Linked DNA regions of Mus musculus: region 1 is linked to region 2. Evidence: chromatin contacts called from public ChIA-PET data. All regions are on one chromosome and are shown on one strand. The core of a region is the stretch at or near the end of the contact, and the rest is flanking DNA. Distances in the headings are between cores, read along the strand shown. Region 1 holds the start of Anapc2 (anaphase promoting complex subunit 2). Region 2 overlaps Traf2 (TNF receptor-associated factor 2).

Region 1 (5,219 bases), core at 1,144-3,643, 260 kb after region 2:
TTAAGAGGCAGGACCAACCTCGGATGATGCTGAAAAGCTCCTCGATGCGTAGGGTGGCATAGATACGGTAGAAGAATCTCTGTACGTGGCAGCGCCAACGACGCAGTGTGTTCCCAGCTTCTGGAGAAGTTGGTCTGGTGGGGTTGTCCTGAAGGAACACTTTGCCAAGCCAACCAACCACTCTCTCTATCCACTGTGAAAGATCATTAGTGTGTGAGGTGTAATAACATTTAAAAGCTCCCTTCTGACTCAGTAACCACACACCTTTGGCAGGACCCTAGAGGTGCCCCAACCTGTGTGTAGAGGCCAGAAGTATCAAGTCTACACTCTACTGCCCAGGAGTTTCCAAGTTTACGACTCTAGGCCAAGACTGCTGGGACACCCACTTTAATCACTCCCCATCATGGCTAATATGCATCCACAGCAGATAGACTCTTGAAGAATGGGAAGTACGGAGTGAAGCAGAAACAAGGTCTATGGCTTCATGGGGCTGAACCTAGCTTCTTCACAATACAAACCATACCTCAACAGTATGGGCAACCAGAAGCATTCACTGGGACACCCTAGCTCCATGCTAGAGTGTACACTGGTTACAGGTTAATCCTGAAGGGAACTGTAGGCAATGGAAACTTGTAGGCAGTGGAAAGAAAAGGGTCTCGTAGGCCTGTCTTGCCACACCTACCTGAGGAAACTCGTTGTAGCTACCTCTGGTCCAGGATTTAAAATTTTTATTTTAAATGCACGACCTATTTAGTACATACGAGATTTGTTCTTGTCATCAGGATCCAGGACTGGCTTCTATAGACAGCACCAGGATAACCTCAACCATCACCACTCCTGGTCAACTTGCCTACTGTTTGGTATCAGGTCTACCACAACTCCACTTTTGCCTTTAACAAGAAACAGACCAGAGAGGTGATTCTCACCTTGTGAAACTCACGCAAAAAAGAGCGCTCATACTCTCCTCGGCAGCGGTCTTCCATCCTTTCCCGGGTCACCTGATGCAGGGTGGTTGTCACGGCCTCAGCACAAACCCGCTCCAGCAGACTGAGCCTATGCCTAGAAAAGATCCCCGCTCATGGAGAACCCACAACACACATCTGTCCCTTACCTAGGAGGGCTCTCCCCATAAAGATACTGCACACACACCCTATGCCTATGTCCAGGACAGTATAAACGTGATGAACAATAATCCCTGGTTACAAGTATGGGCAAAAAAGACATCGCCAGTTAGTCTATAAGCTCTATTGAGAGGTCTTTTGAATTCAGGACTAATGAAGCTTGCAGAGAAACCGCAGCATGGTTAGGAAGCAGTACTCACAGGACCTGGCTCAGCTGGTTGAACTGCTCCAGTGCCTGCCGGCACCAGCACTGCTGCTTGTCACTGCCACATCCTGCGCACAGAGGACTCTGCAAAAGTCGGTAGTACCTGCGGCGGGCATACCGGCTATCTAGCTCACCCTCTAGTTCCGGGTCTGTGCCCCCTTCTCCTTTTCTCTTGCTCTGCATATAGACTCTCAAGAAACGACCATAGAGGCGCTGGACCATCTCCTGGAATGTCCTAGGGGTGGAAAAAAACAGGACTCCCCGCAACATAGTGTGAACTTTCTCCCGAAGCCCCTGAGCTCCAGCGCCCATCAGCAAGCCCAGACGAGTCCATTTCTCTAGGAGTTCTAGGCTATGCAGATAGGGATCCAAGCGGCTTTCCAGCAGACCGAACGCATCCAGGAGCAGCCCAAGGCACTGGGGCTCATCGACAGAGTTTTCTCGCAGAGCGATGGCATTCCAGAACTCCGTGGCAATATTGCCTTGAAGGTCGTTCTGCAGCACTTCCACGAACCACTCCTCCAGGACAGAGTGCAGACCGTGTCCCCTCAGAACCTCCACCGCTGCACGAAGCTCTTCCTCCTTTGGTGGGACTGCACCGCTGGTCCGGGAAGACGCCTGGAGCACGGAAAACCGTGAGCAGAGGGGCGGAATAGGGGTAAAGGGAGAGGAGGGGCATGGAAAAACCCAGCAACCGAAGAGCTGCCAGGGAACCAAACAAATCAGGTAGCTGAGGAAGGAGGCAAGCCCACTACAGGCAGGCCACGGAGCTGTGAGGCCCCAAGGGTGGACCCCCTAAAGTATGCAAAGTCGCGGGAAATCTGCACAGGCCCGACAACCTTTCCCCGGCCTCACCAGCCCCAGCGCGGCCGGCGGCACCAGACCGGTGCTCACAGTATTCCAGGCAACCAAGAGCTCCTGTCCAGGCCTAGAGTCGCAGTCATCGGAGGCAATAATTGTCGCCGCCGCCGCCGCCGCCGCCGCCGCCGCCGCCACCGCCACACCCTCGGCCTCCATCACTGTCCACAAAACAGACCCGCCCAGTAGAGCGCACGGTGATGACGCAAGCGCGGACCTGTGGCGCAGCCGTGACGTTCACCAGCCCGCGCGCTTTGTGGGCAGTGCGCAGGTGCGGACTTAGCTGTGCAGGCGGCGGTTGAGGCTTCCGGACGCGGTGCAGACCATGACCCAACAGGGCGCGGCGCTGCAGAACTACAACAACGAGTTGGTCAAGTGTGAGCGTCGGGCACTGAAGGCCGCGGGCCGGGGCCGGCCGACCCACTCGGGAGGCTGCGTGGACATGCCTCACGAGCCCCGCTCTGCGGCCTGCCCCTCTGTCATTGCTGGTTGGGGTCGGAAGCTCACGAGTCCCCACCCACAGCTCTGTCTTCCCACCCACCCTAGGCATCGAGGAGTTGTGTCAGAAGCGAGAGGAGCTGTGCCGGCAGATCCAGCAAGAGGAGGACGAAAAGCAGCGGCTACAGAATGAGGTGAGGCAGCTCACGGAGAAGTTGGCCCGCGTCAACGAGAACCTGGCGCGCAAGATCGCCTCTCGCAACGAGTTTGACCGGACCATCGCAGAAACCGAGGCCGCCTACCTCAAGGTGGGGCTCTCAGATGTCTGTTGTGAGTGCCTTACTACCATCTGAGGCTAGGTAGGGCCCATTGTGGTTCAGAGGCTGTAGGTGGAACAGTGGGCTGTCTGTGGGTTCCAAAAGTGAGCATTGGTGTATTGGACAGAGTACACGGTGTGGGCCTGAATTAACCCAGCCTGGCTTTGCAGGGTGGAAGAGCTCTGGGACAGGTGCAGAAGGGAGGATGGTTTTACTCCATAACCAGTTGGCTACAGCACAGATGACCAAATTGAGATTTCCATCCTCCATTATTAGAGCCTGAGGCAATGGGACCTTCCTACCAGAGAAATAACATCCTTTTATTTCTCTGGCCCCAGATCCTGGAGAGCTCTCAGACTCTGCTTAGTGTACTCAAAAGAGAAGCTGGGAACCTGACTAAAGCCACAGCTTCAGACCAGAAGAGTAGTGGAGGCAAGGACAGCTGACGAGTGCCTGTTTCAGCCGTGGCCTATGGCTGCTTAGTCCTCAACATGTCTGTCCTAAAGCATCTTTGTTCTTCGTGGCCTCAGATGTCTTTTATCTCTGGTGCCCAGAGGGGCAATTTCTGACCTCCACCTGCCTAGACAAGAAAAGCCCTAGGACAGTCCAATGGAAGAGGTGTTCCCAGCTCCGTACTCACATGTGCTGTGGGGACCCTGAGCAGCTCCATGAGGGGCCTCTCTCTGAAGCTCCTGAATCCCTTTGGGCTACCAGGAATGTCCTGGTCCTGGTCTGAGTACTGTGGGAGCCCCTCACTTTGTCTCCCCAGCCACTAGGGCCCCAGGCCAGACATGTTGAAGAAAGAATCTTGACTCCAGAACCAAAACCTTAGGGCCCATCCCCATGGCCTCTGGTGTTTCAATAAAGGTTGTTTTGCAAGATCTGTGTCTGCTAGCTACCATATATCCTGTTGGTAAGAAGACCTGCAGTTTTTCCCTTTCTTATCTTCAAAACACAAAATGCTGAAAGTACTCACCTCACACAGGTCAGCCCTAGCCCTTAACTCTCTTTGCAAAGGTGCTGGTGTTTTCCCCAAGTCCAGAACACAAACCACTTTTCTGTGAGGGGCTTTGCTCTACGATGGTGCTCAATACAGAACCTGGCTCAGAGATAGAGACAGGGACAGTAAGTTCTGTTTGGTCCAATCTGCTGCTGCTGCTGTTAGGACCCATCTTCCAACCACATGTGTTGCTTACTTACTATTTCCATGTGCCCTATGACCCAGCCCTTTGTCACAGCTTCTGGGGAAAGTTTGGAAGTATTTGGTGACCAAAAAGATCCAGAAAACAGCTGTGGTAGTTTACACCTGTCATCCTTCGTTGAGGAAGAAGGATCGCCTTAAAATCAAGGCCATTCATGTCTGCATAGTAAACTGTAAACCAGACTGGGACATAGTATGAAACCCTTTCTTAAACAACAAAAAAAGTACCTATAAAGCTGGGCTTTTACTCTCTGAGAGAAACCTACTTCAACATTCTCCTTAGCTCTAGTCAAGCAGTGACAGGAAAAGAAGACACATTCGGTGCCTGCAGATGGCCTACACTGGCTGCCAAGGCCTCTGCGAACAGTTTCCAAGCAGGCAGCTCTGCATTCCCCTAGCCTTTTGGGAATCTCTGTTGCTATAGCCTTGTTACAGGCTTATACATCGGGAGGTATCCAAATCAAACATGAGAAAAGATCTCCAAAGTTCCATTTAGCCCCATTCCTGTGTGATACACGACTAGCTACTTTACTAGGCTCCTAGCCCTGTGCTGAATCCTGTCAATTATAACACTAACCTTCCTCCCTTCTGGCATCTAGACCCCTGAGTCATGGGAGTTGCAGAGCCCAGAGGTTAGGTCCACTTCCCACAGTACTAGCTCTGGGAGAGAGAGTAGTAGACTTGCAGTGGGAAGAGAACAAAAGCCAGAGCCAGACCAGCAAGCTCAAAGTGTGACAGTACCAGGCTGGGGCCCTTTTGCTTTTTTTGCACACAGGTGCCAAGTTAGGACCTTGTTCTCAGACTGAGAGCTGTGTAAAGAAGGCAAAAGCAGCCTTGTTACAGTGCTGTTTATTGAATCCAATATCAGGGGAGAAAAAAAAGAAAAAACACCCTGCCATCTTTCATGAAAAGTAGCTGAGTTCGCTGAGGGCAGGAGCTTGGATTTCGGCAAAGAACAAATAACTAGGGTAGCCTCTCACTCCTCGCAGTGGCCACTCCTCAAAAGGTAGGAGCTGAAATTTCCGACAGCACTCTGGGACAAGATCTGCTCAGGCCTCCACCTCATCACAGATGAGACA
Region 2 (5,824 bases), core at 354-2,853:
AAAGGAAAAGAAGGACCTTTTTTTCTCTGAGTATGCCTGTGACCCCAGCACTTGGGAAGGTGAGGCTAGAGAATGCTGAGTTGAGGGCTAGCTGGGCCTACCTAGCGAATTTTGTTTTTGTTTTATTTTGTTTCTTTCTTTGTTTAAAGAGTACCCTTTTTGAAACCCAAATAGTGCAGGTAGGCCTGTACCATAAGCCTGTCACTTCTTTCCACGTCCTACTCCAGTTCCCCAGAGGTACAGTAGGACGGGAGTGCCTTACATAAGAAGCTAGCGCCAGGCTGGCCTTGGTAACACCTTTGTGTTGCTTTGGCTGCAAAGTTTTCATTGTTTGCAGGAAGCTGCAGCTTTTAAGCTCAGTGGGAGTCTGTGGTGTATATCATACCCACCAGGGATTTCTCTATTGTTATTTGTTTTCTATTTCTTTTGAGTCAGTCTTTTTTTTTTTTGTTTTTGTTTTTTGTTTTGTTTTTCGAGACAGGGTTTCTCTGTATAGCTCTGGCTGTCCTGGAGCTCACTTTGTAGACCAGGCTGGCCTCGAACTCAGAAATCCGCCTGCCTCTGCCTCCCGAGTGCTGGGATTAAAGGCGTGCATCACCACACTCGGTGTGAGTCAGTCTTTCTATAGCCCTGTTGTCCTGGAATTCAGAGATCCACTTGCCTCTGCCTCTTGAGTTCTGGGATTAAAGATGTGCACTACCCTGCCTCACTCACAAGAGTTTTCTTGCTGTGAATTGTGTTGACTCTGGAAGTTATTTAACTAATGGGTATATTTGTTTTGGTCACAGAAAGTCATCTAGAAGGCCAGAGGAAGAGGTGGTCTATGAAAGGGGCCAGTGTAGTGTGGACATTAGCATGAGCTTTTTTTTTTTTTTTTTTTTTTTTTTTAGTATGTCACCTTTAGGCATCTTGAGTTAAACCTGCATTACAGAGGCCACGTGGTTAAGTGACACTCCTCCAGTCTACCAAGTTTCTCATTCCTCTTGTTGCTTTAGTCAACAACCTTCAAAGAAGTTTTTGATTCCGCTGGACATGGTGATGCACACCTATAATCCCTATTCTTAGAAGGCTGAGACAGGAGGACCATGTGTTCAGAGGTGGCCCAGGCTGCTAGTGAGGCCTTGTCTTTCCTATGCCTGCCTCTTGTGTCTGGCTATATGTCCCGTGACCTGTTGACTGGTCACACTTTAGGTTTCAGTCTCTAGCTGAGCAGTTTGGGCTTCACTTGGGTGAACAAGAAACTCATTTTTTTCAAGCATGGTGTCAGGACCTGATCAAGAGTCATAGTCCACACTGTATCCTTAAAATGAAATGCTTAGTGCTGCCTGTGAAAGAGACGGCTCCTAGGGAAGTGACATGCTTGGTGTATTGGGTGGATGCAGGAAAATGTGGGTGTAGGGCATGGTGGCCTATAGAACCTGTTTGCTCTTGAAGGTGTTTTGAGAGACCCCTGGGGCAAGTGGAATAATTCTTCCCAGGCCTGTGGTAGGCTTTAGATTCCCCCAAGATTTCTGTTGCTTCCAGGCCTGTGGTACTGTAGGTCAGTGACTGTGTGGGCCTCTGACTGATGGCCAGGAACTGCAGCCAGGCCATGGGCTTGGTGCCATGTGGCTTTGTAGGCATGCAGAGTGGAAAGTCCCTGGCTGCACCCTTTGAGAGCTCTGGAAAGTCCCTGAGATGAGTTGGGTTTGGTCACATGGGAGGGCAGGCACAGCTCAGCCTTAGCTGATTTTATTGATAAAAACTTGTCGCTGGTGGCAAATGTCACAAGCCAGAGAAGAAATTACACCCTCTTTGTGCAGTCATCACCACAGATAATCCTCTCTTCTGCCTGTCACAAATCTCTTTATTTCTTAGCTTTCACTGGAACTAAGGTTGTAACTAAAACATTTTTTTTATGGTTTGAATTATTTAAAATGTTTGAAAGATGGGAAAAAAATCCTGCTTAGCCTTTGGCTCTGTTTTCCTTTATGATAATGTCTTTCATTCTGAAGATGAATTGAAAGCTGTATTAAAGTCTGTTGTCCTGAAGGCAAAGCCTGGTACTGCACTAGGGAAAGCAAAGGCTGCCAGATCTCTGTGAGTTCCAGGCCAGCCTGGTCCCCACATAGTGAGTTCCAGGCCAGCCAGGCTACAGATTCCAGGGAACAGCTGAAACTGGGAAGGCAGGTGTGCCAGTCGGCATGGCCTCATCGTGGACTTGCTTTTCACATTTATTTATTTTATGTGTATGGGCTTTTATCTGTATATGTATATGTGCATCACTTGCATACCTGGTGCCCAAAGAGGGACTAGAAGAGGGCACTGGCTCCCTTAGAACTGGACTTAAGGTTGGCTGTGAGCCACCATGTGGGAGCTGGGAGTTGAACCTGAGTCTGCTGCAAGAGCAACAAGTGCTTCTAACCACTGAGCTCTCTCTCCAGCCCATCATTATAGTCTACATAGTGAATTCCAGACCAGGCAAAGTTATATAGTGAGACCCTTTCTCAACCACACCCATCCACCCCACCCCCCAAAATTTCAGTTTTAACAACTATATTTTCTTAAAATGTTAAATTTGAATTCTGCTTGAATAAATGCTGATAGATTTAGATTGTGTCTGCTAGGGGAGTTTGAGCTTTGTCTTTGTTGCCTGAATGTGTTGTTACAAGTGTGTCTTCTGTAATCCTTTATGGTCAGGACCTGAGGACAAGCATTCATTCCCTGGTCTCCCCCAGGACTCATCTAAAAAAGTCAGGTACGGCAGCATACGCCTGTAATCTCAAAGTTGGAGAAGCAGAGACAGGAACATCTCTGGGGTTTGGTGGCCTGCCAGCCTGGAGTATTGAGTGAATATTCAAGTCACTCTCAGGTTCTGAGTTTAGCTGGGATTTGAAGCAGCCAGTGCAGGGCATGGAACACAGGGCCATGAACACACAAAGCACATACTCACCCACTGAGCCTCACCTGTCCCAGGAGAGAAACAGTTTATTGAAATTTGTCAGAATCCAGGTTTCATAGAATGAATTGCATAAGGTCCTGTCTCAAAAAACCAGTATGAGAAATATAGAGAAACTCTGAGCAGAGGACTGAGAGCCAAGTCAGTGCTAGGCTCCTGGTGCCTCCAGAACTTCTGTCAGCTGTCTCTCAGCCCGTGTTGGCCTTTGTGGACTACTTCAAAGCAAATGTAAGATGCCTCGTCATTTTTCTTGTTTATTTTTTAGTATAGAGGATTAACTCCAGGGTTTTGTGCATTCTAGGCTTTCTTCTACCGTATAACAGCTTTGTATAGTGTGTGTGTGTGTGTGTGTGTGTATGTGTGTGTGTGTGTGTGTGTGTGTGTCTCCATGTGGCTGCGCATGTGTGCATGTGCATTTGGAGACCAGAGGTTAACATTGGGTGTCATTTCTCAGGAGCCATCCACTTTACTAAGATAGTTTCCTATTGGCCTAAGCTCAGCACTTAGTCTAGGATTCCTGACCATCTTACCTGAGGGTCCTCCTACCTTTGTTTACCCAACATTGGAATTACAAGAGCACACTGCTATATGTGACTTTTTAAAATAGGAGGTTTGAGGGTCAAAACTCAGGTCTTAATGTTTGTGTGGGATGTACTTTCATCAGCTGAGCCATTTCCCCAGCCCCAAGTCATAAGTAGCCTTTTAGTTAAATTATAGTAACAACTAATTTTTTTCAAATACTATTTGTTTATTTAATGTATATGAGTACATTGTAGCTGTCTTCAGACACACCAGAAGAGGGCATCAGATCCCATTAAAGATGGTTGTGAGCCACCATGTGGTTGCTGGGAATTGAACTCAGGACCTCTGGAGAAGCAGTCAGTGTTCCTAACCACTCAGCCATCTCTCCAGCCCCAACTTAACTGTTTTTGTACATTAGTCTTACCTTCTGTAAACTGTTATAGCATAATAGCTTGAGGCCTTTTTTTTTTTTTTCCTCCGAGACAGGGTTTCTTTGTATAGCCCAGGCTGTCCTGGAACTCACTTTGTAGACCAGGCTGGCCTCAAACTCAGAAATCCGCCTGCCTCTGCCTCCTGAGTGCTGGGATTAAAGGCGTGCGCCACCATGCCTGGCTGAGGCCCCTCTTTGTGCTTGTTTAATAACTAGTTGTTGCACACTCAGGGAGTTACAGGATCATGGCACACAGAGCCCCTTGGGCTGGAGCGTTAGTGTGGTTGTCTAAGCCCTTATGTGTCCTAGCTTGGGGGTTGCCAAGCACTTAGACTGAATGCACCACTTCTGCTTTTCCCGACTACAGTCCCACCTCCGTCCTAGGATTTGATTGAGGGTCTCTCACCCTGTTGTCTTCTTAGAGCAACCTTCCTCCAGAGTCATTTGGATAACTCTGAACAGCTGATTTGATCTTTATGGCTCTGCTGTTGGGTCTTTTCTCGCCTACTCTGGACTGTGTCTCAGCCTCAGGAACTTGCCTCTTGCCTATTAACCTTCTCCTAGAAGTTTTCCTCCTCTGTAGTTCGCTCTGTGTCTCTGCTTCCAAACACACACACACACACACACAAAAGACCGTAGCAAGAGAGAGACAATGGTGAAGGTTTCCAGGGGTGGAGGAGTCTGTGCATGGAGATAGAGTTAGCACTTAGGAAGAAGGGAGTTCTGTGGATGAGCAATGGAGGCTACACCGTGCTTCCTGTACTGACCTGTGTGCTTAATGTAGGCCATCAGGCATAGATGGTACACATCTTTAGTCCTAGCACTCAGGAGGCAAAGGCAGGCAGATCTCAGAGTTCAGAACCAACCTGGTCTATAGAGGGAGTTCTAGAACAGCCAGGACTATATAGAGAAACCCTGTCACACACACCCCCAATAGTATAGGGAGGAAAACAAAAAGATAGCTTAGCCAACAAATTGCTAATGCCATGTTCCTCTGGTCACCTGTGTCTTAGTGGTCTATTGCTGTGCAGAGACACTATGACCCAGGCAACTCTTATAAAGGACAACATTTAATTGGGGGATTGCTCTTAGTTGGGAGCTGTCTGGCTTACAGTTCAGAAATTTAGTCCCTAATTGTCATGGTGGGGAACATGGCAGCATGCAGGCAGACATCTGTCTCTTGATCCACAGGTAGCAGAAGGGGGCTCTGTTACACTGAGCATAGTTTGAGCATAGGAGACTTCAAAGCCTGCCCCCAAAGTGACATCCTTCCTCCAACAAGGCCACATCTCCTAATAGTGCCACTCCTTACTGGCCAAGCATTCAAACACATAGGTTTATGGGGACCATACCTATTCAAATCACCACAGAAGCTGATATGGGGGTGGGGTGGGGTGTCCGGGTGTGTATGGTTGAAGAGTTGGGTGTCCTGGGGGTATCATTCACTAGAGAGCAGCTGTAATGAAGCAGCTCAGTCTAGCACAGCTAGGAGTCAGCATCCTTGGTTTCTGAAAGTGAGAGAGGATACAGTGGCCTGTGTCTATACAGTGGTTCTGAGGGGTCAGTCTCCATGATGGGCAGGCTGGACAGCATGGACAGCAAGCCACTTGCATGTGCTGTGGCCACCTGCGTGTCTGCGTGCTATCTTCATTTACTTCTTTTGTTGCCAGAGCTGCCACGAAGGACTTTGCCCATTCCTGCTGACGGAGTGTCCTGCATGTAAAGGCCTGGTCCGCCTCAGCGAGAAGGAGCACCACACTGAGCAGGAATGCCCCAAAAGGAGCCTGAGCTGCCAGCACTGCAGAGCACCCTGTAGCCACGTGGACCTGGAGGTGCGCTGGGCGGGGTGGGGCAGGGCAGGGCAGCCTAGGAGGCAGTGTCCACAGCATGGGCAGTCGCCTAGCATTTACTGCCATGGTTGAAGTTTGCTTAAC

The links. ChIA-PET counts read pairs in DNA pulled down with a chosen protein or histone mark.
Region 1: an RNA polymerase II ChIA-PET map of effector CD8 T cells shows a contact between it and region 2, with 10 read pairs. The contact joins the promoter of Anapc2 here to the enhancer-like site in region 2. A contact is called at or near these places in 2 of 39 promoter capture datasets (the C10 cell line and liver), 1 of 484 Hi-C or Micro-C datasets (the C10 cell line), 6 of 115 datasets of contacts at active chromatin or transcription factors (the SCID.adh cell line, effector CD8 T cells, embryonic stem cells and 3 more) and 3 of 9 other capture datasets (adipose tissue, liver and pancreatic islet).

Annotation. Positions count from the first base shown.
Region 1 is chr2:25,269,640-25,274,858 of GRCm38.p6, reverse strand. It overlaps Anapc2 (anaphase promoting complex subunit 2), which reads right to left and starts at 2,393. Exons shown (of 13, transcript NM_175300.4): 1 at 2,182-2,393; 2 at 1,322-1,944; 3 at 927-1,059; 4 at 19-193. The coding sequence starts at 2,343. It overlaps Ssna1 (SS nuclear autoantigen 1), which reads left to right and starts at 2,441. Exons shown (of 3, transcript NM_023464.2): 1 at 2,441-2,561; 2 at 2,731-2,930; 3 at 3,278-3,820. The coding sequence starts at 2,510. The coding sequence ends at 3,385. It overlaps Tprn (taperin), which reads right to left. Exons shown (of 4, transcript NM_175286.4): 4 at 4,973-5,219.
Region 2 is chr2:25,530,185-25,536,008 of GRCm38.p6, reverse strand. It overlaps Traf2 (TNF receptor-associated factor 2), which reads left to right. Exons shown (of 11, transcript NM_009422.3): 5 at 5,561-5,722. Among named protein-coding and RNA genes, the nearest start is that of Traf2, 14 kb to the left of the region's middle. Within about 2 kb of position 1,603, at least 187 of the 459 cell types and tissues checked have an H3K27ac peak or open chromatin away from gene starts, as enhancers often do. A contact at or near this core is called in the SCID.adh cell line, adipose tissue, effector CD8 T cells and 2 more, where this site is marked.